2 separate regions of the Gossypium hirsutum genome follow, and region 1 is linked to region 2. Evidence: chromatin contacts called from public Hi-C data. All regions are on one chromosome and are shown on one strand. The core of a region is the stretch at or near the end of the contact, and the rest is flanking DNA. Distances in the headings are between cores, read along the strand shown. Region 1 holds the start of LOC107888876 (pentatricopeptide repeat-containing protein At5g19020, mitochondrial). Region 2 holds the start of LOC107888880 (TVP38/TMEM64 family membrane protein slr0305).

Region 1 (3,108 bases), core at 14-2,513, 210 kb after region 2:
TGATTTCTATGTAGTTTATGTGATGAACTCAGAGTACAGCTTGTATCACATCGAATTTCAGAGTTTTCTGATTTAGTCGAGCAAGCAAAAATGGTGGAGTAAGCTTTAGGTCTTGATAAGAAGACTGAGACTATGTGAGTTGTTGGAAAACGGACAAGAGCTATTAGTTCACATTTGCAACCAAAGCAAACTAAAGATTCTAGTGGTAATTGGAAATCGACATATAAGTCTGATAGATCTGACAAAAATCAAAATCGACAACCGACTATGTCTGTGGGCAGTGTGCGAGGCTCGTCTTGAGATGTTGAGATACCTAATTGCGAGCACTATGGGAAGAACATCAAGGTGAATATTGGAAATTGACCGAGGCTATTTTCGTTGTGGATAGTTGGAGCATTTCGCTCGAGAGTGCCCGATAGGTGATAATGCTACTCCTGTCACTACTCAGAAGTCTGCACCTGCGGCCAGGGGTTATGGAATTAGTTATGATGGTTTTGTTTCTAGAAGTGGTGCAATAAAGAGGAATGATGCCATTACTCATCAGTCATAGGCCAGAGTGTCGATTTTGGCATATGTTGTACGAACTCGCGAAGAGGGTGACGCTACTGATGTTGTAGCAAGTATCTTTTTATTATATTATGAGCTTGTTTTTGCTTTGATAGACCCTGAATCTTCATACTCTTATGTTAGTTTTAAATTGGTCAAATCGAAAAGTTTAAAATCTGAGATGTCTGAGTATTTATGGTTATGTCAAATTTAAAGAATGTCTTTAAATAATAAGTATATTGGTGAATTTATTAGATTGACATAACTATTGGTAATTAATTAGGAAAATTATCTTATAAATACAATTTTATTTTATTTAATATTATTGAAATATTTAACACAAAATTTATAGTAAAAATTAATTCTCGTAAAATACATTTATAAATATGTTTCCCAAATTTAGTTATGGCTTAATATTTAATATAACTTTTTATATTGCATCTGTACATATATATATAAATATATTGTAAGTAATTACCACATAATTAAAAGGTAATACTATAAATTTTCATAAAACTATTTCAATTTTCTCATATTATAAAAATTAAACTAACTTAAATATAACATACAATCACAACTTTAATATATGGACTACAACTAACTTAAATATGTTTTAGAATGCAAATAAATATTATAAATGTGTATTTTATTATTAAATTATTATTAATTAATCAAAAATAAACAACCCTTGGCGAGGTTTAAATTTTCTTCAGCTCTACTAAAGGACGCAAACCCCACACTCTTTTTGGTTTTCAGAAAGAAACGGCTCTCATGCTAATCTCTCAATCTCATGTTCAATTCTCTCAAACCAAAACCTTGTTGGCTGCACAAATGTCTCTCCACTTCAGCACCTTCTTCCAAACCCCACCACTACGACCTCCTTCTCATCTCTTCCTTAAAATCCGCTGCAACTCATTGCTCTATTTCTCATGGCCGAATAACCCATTGCCTCGTAATCAAATCAGGCTTCGCTTCCAACCCTTTTATCTTTAACACCTTGATAAACATGTACGCCAAGTGCGGCTTCCTTCGAGACGCTGAACGTTTGTTCTCTTCTTCTCCCAACCTGGACCCTGTTTCTTACAACATCATGATTTCTGGGTATGTAAAATCTGGTCGGTTTCATGAAGCACGTAGCCTGTTTGGTCAAATGCCTAAGAAGGGTTGTGTTTCTTATACTACCATGATAATGGGATTTGCTTCAAAGGGCTACTGGAGAGAAGCAATTGGGATTTTTAAGGAAATGAGATATGGTGGTATTTTGCCTAACGAAGTCACGTTGGCAAGTTTGATTTCTGCTTGTTCGGGTTTTGGAGGGATTTCCATTTGTAGGCTGTTACATGGTTTGGCGGTTAAGGTGATCCTTGACGAGTTCGTTATTGTTTCAACCAATTTGCTTCACATGTACTGTGTTTGTGGGAGTTTAAAGGATGGGAGGGATTTGTTTAACCAGATGCTAGAGAAGAATTTTGTTTCTTGGAATGTGATGTTGAATGGGTATGCAAAAGCTGGGGATGTTGAGTTGGCCCGGGAGTTGTTTGAGAAAATTCCCGTGAAGGAAAAAGATGTTGTTTCGTGGGGTACCATGGTTGATGCTTATGTTCAAGTGGATTGGTTAAGTGAAGCTTTAACAATGTTTTGTGCTATGTTACGTGAGGGAGTTGAGGCAAGTGATGTTATGATTGTCGATTTGGTTTCAGCATGTGCGCGTTTGAGTGCGACCCTAGAGGGCTTTCAGCTCCATGGTAGGACTGTGAAGGCAGGTTTTGAATGTTATGATTTTGTGCAAGCAACTATCATTCATTTTTATGCAGCTTGTGGGAGGGTTGATCTTGCTTATTTGCAGTTTGAAGTGGGTGTTAAGGATCATCTTCCTTCTAGAAATGCGGTTATTGCAGGATATATAAGAAATGGAATGATCAAACAGGCGAGACGGTTATTCGATGAGATGGCTGAAAGAGATGTTTCTTCATGGAGCTCTATGATTGCCGGTTACGCGCAGAGTGAGCAACCTAACATCGCTTTACAGCTCTTCCACGAAATGATAGCTTGTGGTATGCAGCCAAACCAAATAACATTGGCAAGTGTTTTCTCTGGAATTGCTTCTTTAGGCATGTTGAATGAAGGGAGATGGGCTCATGAATATGTACAAAATAACTGCATCCCTCTTAATGACAACTTAAGTGCTGCTATCATTGATATGTATGCAAAATGTGGGAGCATCAATGCTGCTTTAGAAGTTTTTTGTCAAATCCGAGGGAAGGCCTCTACTGTCTCACCTTGGAATGCAATGATATGTGGCTTGGCCATGCATGGAGATGCCAATTTATCACTTGAAATATATTCTTACTTGGAAAGGAGGCATCATATCAAGCAGAATTCAATAACATTCATTGGGGTCCTTACCGCATGCTGCCATGCTGGGTTGGTAGAACTTGGGGAGAAGTATTTCAAGCGCATGAAGAGTGTATATAACATAGAACCTGGTATCAAGCATTATGGTTGTATGGTAGACCTGTTGGGACGAGCTGGTCGTCTAGAAGAAGCCGAGAAAATGATTAT
Region 2 (3,186 bases), core at 4-2,503:
GTCAACCCATAACAAAAAATCCTTCAGAATCTGCAAGAAAAACTTATTTTCATCAACATAACAACTGAGCTTAATTTAAACACTAACAGCAAACATTGGGAAAGCGGGAGAGAATCAGAATCCTTAAGAATTCAGCTCTAAGAATTAATGCTTTAGCTAATTTTGTAGTCCCCCTCATAACTCTTTCATACATTGTCCCAGCTTTGCAATTTGTACTAGTTTCAGAAAAGGAACACAATTAGACAAATACATTGGGTTCAAAAGTACAGCTTGGTAGCATATCAATCGTGAAACCTAAGACCAAAATCACAAGTTTGCACTTATAACCTCAACCCCAAAATGTGCCACATAGGTAACTCATTTGAGTAGAAAACCCAACATTCAAATCTTCAATCGATATAAACATCCAAAAATCCATAAATGATTAACCAAAAAGGTCAAAACAGGAAAGCCCCGGATTAGAAAAAGCTCAAAAAGAAAGAACAAAATTAGTAAAAGAAAAACCCTACAAAATTAACAAATTATCAATCAAAAAGAGAAAACAACAAATACCCAGATCGGAGAACAAAATGAAAAAGCAAAATTAAGAAAAAAAAGAAGAGAAAAATAAACTTCACCCAGATCAAGGAAACGTGTAAATAGGTAGAAAAACCAAACCTTTTCAACAGGGAGGGTGAAACAAGCGAAAACAATAGCAGCAATAAGGAGGAGAAGAAGAGTGATCCTGAGAGAGGAACCCCAGGTGAAAGCCATTGAGAACCTTCGACGCCAAGGCCTACACTCTTCGTCTTCGTTGTCAATATCGAGGATCTCTTGTTTATGGGATGAACGAGCCCTCAATCCTTCTAAGGTTGCCAGATTTGGCAAAGTTAAAAAGGAAACAGAAATGAAAAGAAAAAAAGAAGAAAGAAGTGGGATTGTTCTAGCTTTGTGTTTGGTTTTTTCCTATAGCGGTTTTAGCCTAACAAACACTCAAAAGATTTTTGGGATTTTGTCTGATTGCCTTTATTTCAATTGCTTTATTGTGTAGTTTTGGGTATTGAATAAGCTTAAAATTTTGGGATAGGATTGAGAATTGCAACTCAGTAGGTAGCATCCTTTTCTTAGTCTCTTAAACATGCATACTAAAGACACGATTAGGGTGAAAATTACCTAAAATTAATTGAAAATTTATCTATAAATTAAATAGTAAAAGTTTCCATAAAAAAAGTTAACTTTGGTAGAAATAGTACTTTTTTTTAATTAAGGTGGTTTAGGTTGAATTTTTTTATTGATTATATATATAAATATAAAAACATCTTTGTAATAAGATAATAAGGTAAAAAATCTTTTTAGTCTCTCTCAATTTCGAAATTAAGCAAATTGATTCTTTAAAAAAATAGAAAAATTTAATATGTTTCGATTTTAAAAGTAAGCAATCAAGAATAATTAATTATAATGTTGATGTCTTCTATCAATTATACATAATTTTTATTAATATAATAATAAATTTAATTTTCAGTATTTACATATCTTGTCAATTTGGCCTTAATTCTAATATGCATAAATAGCGAAACTATTCCAGGATGATTTGGTGATAAGCAGCTATTCATTAGTTTAATTCACCGAATCCTCCATTCGACAGAATTTTATTCATCTCCCATTCCGCCTCTACCCATAATAGCCATTCCCCACCTGATCTAAAGAATAGCAATACAGAGCCTCTACCGAATAAGAAAAAAAACATAACCTCCCATTCTTGCCCTTTACCATTCTCCCTCAGCAAACACCTCAAGCCACCACACCTCAACCTTGTCTCATAGTTCTCGTTTAGTTATTGTTATCCCAGGACCATTATAGACAAAGATCTCGACATTGTAAAAAGCTTCCCCAAAGTTGAGACGAGTAAGGTTATTATTCCCCTCAATCTCACCTCCATTGTGAGAATTTCATCTCTTTGCTTCTCTGCTTGTATTTCACTAGAAGGGACCTGTGAAATAAATGAGTTTTCGAGAAAAATTGGTCGATTGGTTGATCTGATTATTTTAGGGCAATTTAGGGTTAGAAAGCTAAGCTTAGTATTTTCGAATTGTTGGGCATTTCTGTTTATTGTAAGGGATTTCAGGTTGCTTGTCTCAATAGTAAGGGATTTCAATTTTAGGTTGGAATTTGTTGTTTGTGGTAAATGGGTTGAAGGGGATTTGGATTTTGAGCTTTGAATCAGTTACAGAGTTTTTGAGCAAGAAAAAGAAAAAGAAAACATAGGCGTGGGAGATGGGGAAATCGTTTTACTAGTAAATTTGCCATTGCTTTGCTTCTTTTTTTTTTCAATTTTGATTCTGAAATATTGGGCTAGTTACAGTGTAAGCTGAACAAAGCATTTCAGTTGAGAAAACCATTGAAGTTAAATTAAAGAGAAACTCGACATATGTGCTAATACGCTTTGTTTATTTTTGAATCTTAATGCTTAGAGAATCATAAGTTGCATAGATATTTAGCTACTACATCGGGTTTTAGATAAAGATTTAGCTATTCCGCTATGTTTAGTTATGTTTTCAAAAGTTTTTTCTTGTTTTAACATGCCTTTTTCTTTGGCTTTCTTCGTAAGTTTTAGCTTATACTGTTAGAATCTTCAAGAAATTTGATTTTCGTCTGAATAAAATCTGAAGTTATAGTCTAATAATGTATTATCTTGATTATAATATGATTCAAACTTATTACTCAGGCTCGACCTTTGCTTACTGAAGCAATTGAACATCAAGACTTTGATATGTTGGTGGATCCGAGGCTGGAAAAGAACTACGTGGATCACGAAATGTTTCGAATTTGATGTTAATAATGGTAAACAAAGGGCTACAAGATTTAGTTATGTTGCTTACGTTCTCATTATGTATGCCAAAATATTGCAGACTGGATGGCAATCTGTAATGAGAATGAGTGCAAACTTACAGGACCTATTTCTATATGAGGCATTTTTGTATTATAATCATCTTCTTCTGGTGGTTAGTTAAAATTTTATGATATATAAAAAAATTTATGTTATACTAATTTTTTCAATATGAGTGCAATTTTATGTTGTGTGTTTAAGGACTTGTAAGAGATTATTCTCCTTGTTTTGATATCACAGACTACAATGGTATGGCTTTGGGGAATCAATTTATGGGTCTTTTCTTAGTTCATTCCTCTTTGAGGCTATAATTTATGAGA

What was found. A called contact is a pair of places that touch in the nucleus more often than the background predicts.
Region 1: a contact with region 2 is called in a Hi-C map of leaf, with 3 times the contacts expected there. The contact joins the promoter of LOC107888876 here to the promoter of LOC107888880 in region 2. A contact is called at or near these places in 13 of 34 Hi-C or Micro-C datasets (callus, hypocotyl, leaf and 2 more).

The regions. Positions count from the first base shown.
Region 1 is chrA09:51,133,566-51,136,673 of Gossypium_hirsutum_v2.1, forward strand. It overlaps LOC107888876 (pentatricopeptide repeat-containing protein At5g19020, mitochondrial), which reads left to right and starts at 1,264. Exons shown (of 3, transcript XM_041077839.1): 1 at 1,264-3,108. The coding sequence starts at 1,337.
Region 2 is chrA09:50,927,265-50,930,450 of Gossypium_hirsutum_v2.1, forward strand. LOC107888880 (TVP38/TMEM64 family membrane protein slr0305) reads right to left here and starts at 1,254. Exons shown (of 9, transcript XM_041077817.1): 1 at 658-1,254; 2 at 1-30. The coding sequence starts at 753. LOC107888879 reads left to right here and starts at 1,467. Exons shown (of 5, transcript XM_016813132.2): 1 at 1,467-1,884; 2 at 2,705-2,820. The coding sequence starts at 2,809.